Regions from separate parts of the Bombyx mori genome. Here region 2 is linked to region 1. The links are chromatin contacts, called in public Hi-C maps. All regions are on one chromosome and are shown on one strand. The core of a region is the stretch at or near the end of the contact, and the rest is flanking DNA. Distances in the headings are between cores, read along the strand shown.

Evidence for each region. Hi-C and Micro-C count contacts between places; a contact is called where the count stands out from the background.
Region 2: a Hi-C map of middle silk gland shows a contact between it and region 1, with 2.3 times the contacts expected there. The contact joins the enhancer-like site here to the promoter of LOC101744692 in region 1. A contact is called at or near these places in 2 of 7 Hi-C or Micro-C datasets (middle silk gland and whole pupa).

Annotation. Positions count from the first base shown.
Region 1 is chr7:2,370,738-2,375,382 of ASM3026992v2, reverse strand. It overlaps LOC101744692, which reads left to right and starts at 1,908. Exons shown (of 4, transcript XM_004923246.5): 1 at 1,908-2,328; 2 at 3,173-3,328. The coding sequence starts at 2,221. It overlaps LOC692904 (sericotropin), which reads left to right. Exons shown (of 4, transcript NM_001046747.1): 3 at 374-488; 4 at 1,242-1,782. The coding sequence ends at 1,372.
Region 2 is chr7:2,413,396-2,418,040 of ASM3026992v2, reverse strand. It overlaps LOC101737011 (protein tipE), which reads right to left. Exons shown (of 3, transcript XM_012697595.4): 3 at 2,597-4,645. It overlaps LOC101744828 (dynein regulatory complex subunit 4), which reads left to right. Exons shown (of 7, transcript XM_012697598.4): 5 at 993-1,223; 6 at 1,574-1,716; 7 at 1,998-2,608. The coding sequence ends at 2,082. Among protein-coding and RNA genes, the nearest start is that of LOC101744828, 4.9 kb to the left of the region's middle. Within about 2 kb of position 2,275, at least 7 of the 8 cell types and tissues checked have open chromatin away from gene starts, as enhancers often do.

The DNA.
Region 1 (4,645 bases), core at 659-3,158:
CTAAATCCATTATAATTTATGACAGTAATTTTAAAATTACCTTGAAAGGGCTCTTCCTACTTATGCAGCACAACTGGCCTAATTTACCGGCACTTACCGACAATTAACTGTTCAAGGTATTCCCAATTGCGCACAATAACATACAACATCTTATATCGACCACATTTTTTTCTGTTCTTATGAGACATTCAATATATTGGTCCATTTAGTGTGTAACGGGACATTTTTTTATGTTCAGATCACAGTATCCCCATCCAATATTGAAACTATGAACTATTGATACAAGAAGTTTTGTTGATTACCGAACTTAAAGACATGTTTATTCCCAATTTCTAATGAACTTCATAATGACATTTTAAATGTGTTTTAACAGACTGAAAACGAACCATTGAAGAAGTATGCTCTATGTATGCTGATCAAATCACAGCTGATGACCAAGGACGGGAAATTCAAGAAGGACGTCGCTCTGGCTAAAGTGCCTAATGCTGGTTTGTGAGATACATTTTATTACAAAAAAAAAATATGCTTTTCTTATGTCAACAGTTTTCAAATGTCATTTATTTCTGGGATGGCTGTGTGATATGTAACTTTTTGTAGGTATGCAACAGACGATACTAATTTGTTTGCTTACCATCCTATCCATATACTCTTATTTTCGCCACATACCTCGCGACATGAGGTTACAGACTCATTATATTATATATATATATTTTTTTATATATAATATTAACGACAGGCTACTCGTTTTTCAAAACCGGAATACGCGAATTCTTTATTTTAGAAACCTAAACATCTAATAGAAAAGACAACCAATGAACTTGTATGGAGCATTGCGACCATACTAGTGTTCCCTCACGCCAGTACCTCTTTTTCTAATGAAATACGTATTTAATACTAACATGTTCACGAATGATTTCCGTAATGAAGGAATTATATTTTTTCATAAAAATCAAACGGTTATAGTTGTAATTTGCGTAATTACTGGTGGTGGGGTGACTCGATGACATGATAGTCTAACTAGAAAAAATACACCAAAATTGAACTAATTCTCATCATATTTATTATTTATTATATTAGTTACCCAAAAATAAAGCAACCTTTGAAAGTTCGGACTCCACAGGAATAATATCTTAGGATAAAATCCTTAAGCATTGTAAATAGATGTATGTTTCTATCATGAAAGAAGTTTCACTCTGACTTGGATTTACTTGCTCGTAATGCACAATTATTCCCTCTTACAGAAGACAAATTGAAAGTAGAGAAGCTGATTGACGCTTGCCTGGCCAACAAAGGCAACAGCCCTCACCAAACAGCCTGGAATTATGTGAAATGCTACCACGAGAAAGACCCGAAGCACGCTCTTTTCTTGTAAACACATAATCCAACCCAACCGTTCCATACCTCATTAGTGTTAAATAGCTCGGACGTGTTTATCTAGACGATATCATGATTATATCGGAGAATATTGCAATCTTGTATGGTGTTATTATTCTAACTTTAATCTATATCTGTTCGATAAATTTTGTTTAGTTGTTGTAACATATTCGATCGAGAACCAAAATTTAATTTTCTTCTGTGTTCGTCATAGCTTTGTTTATCTCGTTTGATGTTTCTTGGTGATTTCTTTCATCTCATACAAAGATAAGCAGCTAGCAGCAGAATTTACAGGGTTTTGTTAGTACAATAAGTAACGTGTGAATAATATGCTTAAGTGAGAGCAACGTTTACTTTTTTGGCGAATTTAATATTTTTAGTACAACAATAAAGAGCAATAGTACTGGAGACTTTTGTTTTTATTCACAACTACCCGACCTAATGAATCGTGTGTGTGTGTTTTTGTTTAGTTCTTGCGAGTTCAACCTCTGGAATTATTTAAAGAAAGTCATACCAAAGTCCATGAAAATCAAATAAGGCTTATATTATTTATTTTGAAAAGTTGCACACACGCACTCACATTTATCAAATATTTTGGTCCCTGTTGTCGAAATATTACATATTACTTAAGACCATAATATACAAAAAAAACTTTCTAGCATAAAAACAGAAGTTAAAAACAAGCCTTATTCTTCTTATTGCGTTATATTATTTTAAATTAAATACATTAACGAAATGTTATCATTAGTGTTCAATAGTGGTTTATTAAAATATTATCGATCTAACTGCGTTGTTATGGAAACAACTTACATATCCCTTTGTCACTTGGATCGTATATGAAGAGTGATGGTTAACAAAAGTGAACCATTCAAAATGGGAGCGTCGAAAGAAATGCGTTCCTTCGTAATACTATTGAATTACGGTCTTCTGTGCTGTGGGCAGTTCATGCCAGAGGTATTAATTATTTAATTGAATTAATTTAATTTAATTGGTCATTATTTTTATTCAGATGCCGTCGGAAGCGATAAATTAGTTTATCTCGTATGGGAATTAAAATGGTGGCATGATACAGTTTGTATATTGTTTTCGGGGAGGCGTTACTAAGTAGGAACAGGGGCACAGTCGCCCATTGTCATCGGCAAGGATAAGGTCTAGCTTGATAGACAAGGCTCTTCTTGCACTCATAGGCTATTAGAATAGCCACGCGGTCTTACATCCTAATATCTTAAACGGATTCGTGAGTGACTTGTGCTATTATGGTGGTATGATTAGATGTTTCGGTAGGCAGCTGCCTGGTTCTGCCCCTGGCATTACTGACGTCCATAGGCGACGGTAACCACTAACCATTAGATAGGCCGTATGCTCGTCTGCCTAGAAGGTTAATAAAAAATGTCTGTGGATGTAATCTCAATTAGGGCTATATCTGCCTAGAAATACCGTGAGGCAGTTCATTTAATTTTTAGACTAGAATAGACGGTAGTTCATTTTATTTTCCTACCTAAGCTGATAGAATAGCCTTGAGAGGCTATTTCAGCGTAACCTTAACTAGTAGGTGAGCTCACGGGGCTCAAACCGGAGTGATACTGACCCTAGTAAGAGCAGTGCTTCGCGGCACCTACCACCGGACCGGAAACGCGACCCACTGAGAAGATCCGGCGAGAAACTTTGGCTGTGTCTATGGGTTAATTCGCTCGTCGAGCCCTTCGTCGCAAGCGACGGGTTCGACGGGGACGGTGACCGGTGCTTATGGTACCTAAAAGCACCGTTAATGGATCGGGAGCCACTAGTGTATTTCCAGGACTATTATTACGATATCGTGACGAGAGATCCTGACGATCTGATGCGAGAGAAAGAGAATGAAGTCCGGGCCCTGAGAGCATTCCAGGCTGATTGTGCGGAGGACGTCCAGGTCAAGCCGGATTTAGTGGTCAACTTGAAGAGCGGTGACTGGCAGGTAAAAGGAAATTCAAGGGAATAATTATTCCCATCGACTTTCTAATTGAGGTCGTCAGTGCAAAAGTGGTCTAATCCACAATTTTTCATATTCGCGCTTATATATTGCAATTTATTTAAAACATAATAAATTTTGATGCAAAACGGGCCTATCCTTAGTCTCATAGAGCGTATTATTTTGGCCTACGAATCAGTGTAAAAGTAAATTCCAATTTCATTATCTCCATACTTAACTATGATAAGCTTAGGACAATTTTGCGCTGACTGCCTCAATTTAAACCGCTTTTAAGATTTAATGTCTAATTTTGAAATGAAACTTTTTTAAGCGCTTTGAGAATAAAATTTAACTCGCGGCAGATTCGTTACGGCTAGAGAGAAAAGATACAATTTAGGACGAGTGAGAGAGAGAAAACAGACAGAGCGTCTCGCGAACCACTCGACCGTGGAGAGAGAGAAAGGGCAAAGTGAGCTAGGTCGTTTCTCTTATACACAGCTTTCTCTATTACCAGAAAAAATTAAGAATGAAAATAAAGAAAACTACAATACTACACACCGCAAAAGAAGTTTCACTTCTTTCGTGTGCACTAAGTCGTATTCGAACCAATTTTTTTTTTTTTTTTTTGTCATTATATTATCTCGGAGGTTGCGCGGGTGGGTACCACCACCCTGCCTATTTCTTCCGTGAAGCAGTAATGCGTTTCGGTTTGAAGGGTAGGGCAGTCGTTGTAACTTACTTGAGATCTTAGAACTTATATCTCAAGGTGGGTGGCGCGTTTACGTTGTGGATGTCTATGGGCTCCAGTAACCACTTAACACCAGGTGGGCTGTGAGCTCGTCCACCCATCTAAGCATAAAAAAAAAAATACCTTACAGCTTTCGCAGACACGAATAGCTTTCGATTATGGTTGTTCTGGAATCCTGCGGACATAATGGAAAGCAGTCGACGTCGCCCAAAACACGTCATTTCAGATCCTCCTGATCCACTAACGGTGCTTTTAGGTACCCCAAGCACCGGTCATCGTTCTCGTCGAAGCCGTCGCTCGCGACGAAGGGCTCGACGAGTAAATTAACCCGCAGACACAGCCCACTGAGTTTCTCGCCGGATCTTCTCAGTGGGTTACGTTTCCGATCCGGTGGTAGATTCTGCGAAGCACTGCTCTTCCTAGAGTTCGTGTTCGCAACGTCGTCAGGTTTGCGCCCCGTGAGCTCACCTACTAATTAAGGTTACGTTGATATAGCCTCCCAAGGCTATTAGCTTAGGTAGAAAAAAAAAAACGCCTGATGATGAATGGTTACCGTCGCCCATAGACTTCAGCAA
Region 2 (4,645 bases), core at 1,026-3,525, 42 kb before region 1:
TATTTACTATATTGTCTAAGACGTATTAAAATCTAAATAAAATGCCATTTGACTTATGCAGTAAATAAAAAATTTTAGGTTTCCTAAAGAACCTAACGCCAGGGAACAATGGATTGACGTGACAGGTAGAGGAAACTGGAGACAAAGACGAGTACTATTTGCTCTAAACATTTTACTGAAAATGATTTTACCATAAAAAAAATCATAATACACTTAGTTCTGAAAAATTCATTCGCAATTAATAGCAAGCGCCAACTGCTTAACAAATACGTTTTATTCCAGCGACAGTGACTATTTGTAATTAATAAAAGTAAAATAGTTTTTTTTTTTCAATATTTATTTCATGTTTCATTTTCTCCATTCATTCATCAGATAATTTATCGATAAAGAATATCGATTTTACCAAGCACTAGCGTGTATGAACATTTTTATTGCCTTTTTGCGTGTGTGAGTGTGTATGCCTACGGGTGTTTTGTGCTAATTGCGAACGAATATCTGTCCTGAGATTTATGTGTGGGTGTTTTTGTTGTGTGCGAAATACTTGTAATCACAGTGTGTGTATGTGTAGAAATTAAAATAGTGGGGATGAAGCGGCGACACTGGTTCTAATACAAAATTAGAGCAAAGGCCTTTCCAACCTTATTTATCTATTCCGTACCGGAGCCCATAGACATCTATAAAGTAAATACCGCCACCCACCTTCATAATAAGTTCTAAGGTCTCAGTATAGTTACAAAGGCTGCCCCACCCTTCAAACCGAAACGCATTACTACTTCACGGCAGAAATAGGCGGGGTGGTGGTACCTACCCGTGCGGACTCACAAGAGGTCCTACCACCAGTAATTACGCAACTTATAATTTTGCGGGTTTCATTTTTATTACACGATGTTATTCCTTCACCGTGGAAGTCAATCGTGAACATTTACAGTTAAGTACATAATATATAATGCCGTCATCCACCTTATTAAATCAATAACTATATTAAAATACAGGCAAAAACGAAACAGCTAGCAACCCTAGAGAAACAGTTCGAAGTCTTGAAATGGGAATACGAAGTGCTACAAATACGCTTCGACAGAGTGCTAGCTGAAAGAGACGAGCTGAAGGCTAGATTTTCGAGGGCCGTACTAGAAGTACAACAGAGGGCTTCGTTGAAAACGGCCCTACTGGAAACCAAGTTGAAAAATATGGAAGCAAGAGATTTAGGACCGAGAGAATTGCATGTGAGTTAATATTTTTATTACCGATAAATGAATCCGGCTGTTTCGCCCCTCTTCCTTTTTTTTTCCTACCTACGCTGATGGTCTTGAGAGACCATTTCAGCGTAGCCTTAACAAGTAAGTGAGCTAACGGTACTCAAACCTGACGACGTTGCTAGCACTATCCCTAGCAAGAGCCGTGCTACGCAGAATCTACCACCGGATCGGAAACACGACCTTAACACTTAAAACCAGGTGGGCTGTGAGCTCGTCCACTTATGTATGCGCTAAATAAAAAAAGACTTCCTCTTAACAGTAGTAACTTTTTCATGGGTTTTACATTGTACTCACTTAGTATTAATTAATTTAAAAAGGAACTGCTCAAACTCAAAGACACCCAAGTAGAAGATCTTCGGTATGAAGCCGCACGACTTCGGAAGGCGCATGATGATCTACTCGCGACTTACGAAGCGAAACTAGTGAAATTAGGAGTGCCTCCAGAAGAACTCGGTTTCAAGTGAGTAAATTTAAATTTAGCGCCATCTATGGTGTTTAATGAAAACTAATAAATAAAGTTTATCCAAGCGACATCTAGTTTGATAAAATGAAAATATTTAAAAATTGAAACGTTTGAAAGTGTATTATCGTGATAGTAACAGATGGCGCTGTTTGCAAAATTTATGAACTGGAAATTTAATGTTATGAGAAAAAGTTTATATAGTACAAAACGTATCCACGAGATGTCACTATTACAAAACCCAAGATGTTATTTATTATAGGTATTATATTTTTTTTCAGACCATTAAAAGCCGTTGCGGTGGCCGGAGTATCGCCTGTAATAGGTCAAGGACCAGCAGGATTAGTGACGAAAGATCAATGTTAGAAATAGAAATTAAAAAAATTGTATAATATAATTGCAAAAGTTGTGCCTATCTAAATTGTTCTGAAGAGAAATTGTAAATACCAAAAAATATTTTTGTAAATCCTTTTTTCCTTTTTCGTAATAAGCTGTCACCACCATCTAAGATCATTGATAATGACATTGGCAGAGCCGGGCGACTGCGTACCATTCAAGATCAAGCTATCTGATAGATCTCACAGCGATCAGCCATTGTGCTTAGTGCAAGTTTTTTAACGTTCTCGATAGCGTAAAAGTTAACTTTGTATGGAGTTGGAACGTTTGCCTACGTTTGCCGCTAGGGACGCTGTTCCAACTGCACACAGATTTGAGTTAACTTTTACGCTATCGGGAACGTTAAAAAACTCGCACTAAGCACACTGGTGTTAGAAGGCTACCGGAACCCATTACTATAACAATATGAATGAACGAACCTTAAAATATGAGGTCGATGTTTTCGCTGTAATTGCCGGTGCCAGAATAAATAAAACCAAAAAAATGAAGCCAATAAGTGTTTTATTTCCTACTAACGTTTTTTTTTTAGTATCATTTTAATTTAATTATGTACAAAACATTCATAAGGCAATAGTTTGAAATGAAAAGGCGTCAAACATTTTTTGAACCTTTCCGCTTGCATTTTAGCGATTTTTAATTGCATTTACAAACGTTTACTATATATTATATACTATTTATGGAATTAATATATATATTTATTTATCTTTTAATTAACAATTTTCTTTTCCATAACTTAATTTTTGCACGTTAAGAACAAATTGAAAATGTTATTTACAACGTAATATACATGGGTAAGTGAATTTATAAAAATCAACAAGGTATTTGTATTAGAATGTTTTTTTTTTAAATACTTTTGTAGCTTAGACAAATAATTCACGCATTAAAAGTAATAATTTTTTTGAAAATATTTAAAATTAACAGTAATACTTAATACTTACGAGAAATGCTATTTTCATAATCTCAAAGAAACTTTGTACAAAGTGTCGTAAATTATTAAAATAGTTGTTTTAGAAAATATTACTTGTGTTAGTTACAATAAAAACGAAAAAAATATTTAAGTTTTATATAAATACAATTAAACGCGATAAGCTTGAAATAATACATAGAACATTATCAATTAATAAGGAATTCGAAATAATGATTCAAGATTCACTCTTAACTAACTACACCAGTGATTCTCAACCTTTTTTTTGTTGTGCGGCACATATTTAACGATTTCAAAATTTGGCGGCACACAAAAAAAAAAGATAAAAATTATTTACTTACTACAACACACTGCATTAATAGTTTATAAAAAAAATTTTCATATACGAAATAAACTAAAATATACAATATTTTTTTTGTGTATTTAAATATTATAGTATATTCATGTTTAAAATATTTTTCTTTTAAAATGATATAATTTACAAACTTCAGAGGTGTCAAGGGACACCCGGATGGAACGAAGTTCCTTTCGATTAATTAGTGAAGGAATTGTAATTTTTTTTTAAAGTTATAATAATAAATTACGGCATTATGAAGAAGAAAAACACAATACTATAAAGCGCCTACACGTTGATTGGTCAGAATGACGGATCTAAAAAGTGTCGTGACAACTTTTCGTAAGAATTTTTTCCGTCTAGCCCCCTTTCACAACGCGCGATAAGGAACTTCGTTCCAATAATATTAACATTATTATATATTCGAAAAATTTGGCGGCACGCAAAAGTGCCGCGGAACAATGGTTGAGAATCACTGAACTATACACAACCAAACTTTCAGTTTTGAAAAATATAATACACATAAACTATAATTTGACATGGATTTCGTTTTATGATATTGATTAATTGCTTATACGTTCACGAAAATTGTTTACTCGCTAAAAATATACAAAGTATCCTTTGTATTCATTGCAAAGTGGCAAATTTCTGTTTTTTTTTTATTATCATAGATACCTAATATTTTTTAAAATAAAATTGAGGACGCTCTTAAGGTTCTTCGATTGCTAGTACAAGCTTAAAGTAGACTTAAGAAGCGTTTAGATTTGACTTAGTGATCGGAGATTTAAGAATTAATGGACATATAAAGGATTTTTCGCAAAAACGTCTTGGATGCAATTTTATTTTTGGGACATTTGTGGGGTGTCAATAGAAGCTTAACCTCAGGTTTGTGGGGTCGCCACCCGTGTCCCCCGGCCGCCATCTTGGAAAAAGGGGTGAAAGCACTCTTTTCGCGATACCTCGGAAACTATGCGTCTTACAAAAAAATTGTATAATCATAATTTGTAGCAAATTGTTTTGCCTACAAATATGTTTATATAACATTTTATCAACACACAAGAATGTTTTGTTATTTCAACACGTAACTTAGAAAACTGTTACGTGAAATAAACATTTCTTTAATTTTCAATCGTATTTAATTTTAACAGTTTTAATGCTTACTTTTCTCATATAAACAATACTAGAGACATCACATCACGCAGTTAAAAAAATCGTTTTGGACTCCCTACACCAGTTGCGGGGGCGTTAATGATGAGAATGTTTGTGGGGGGTGA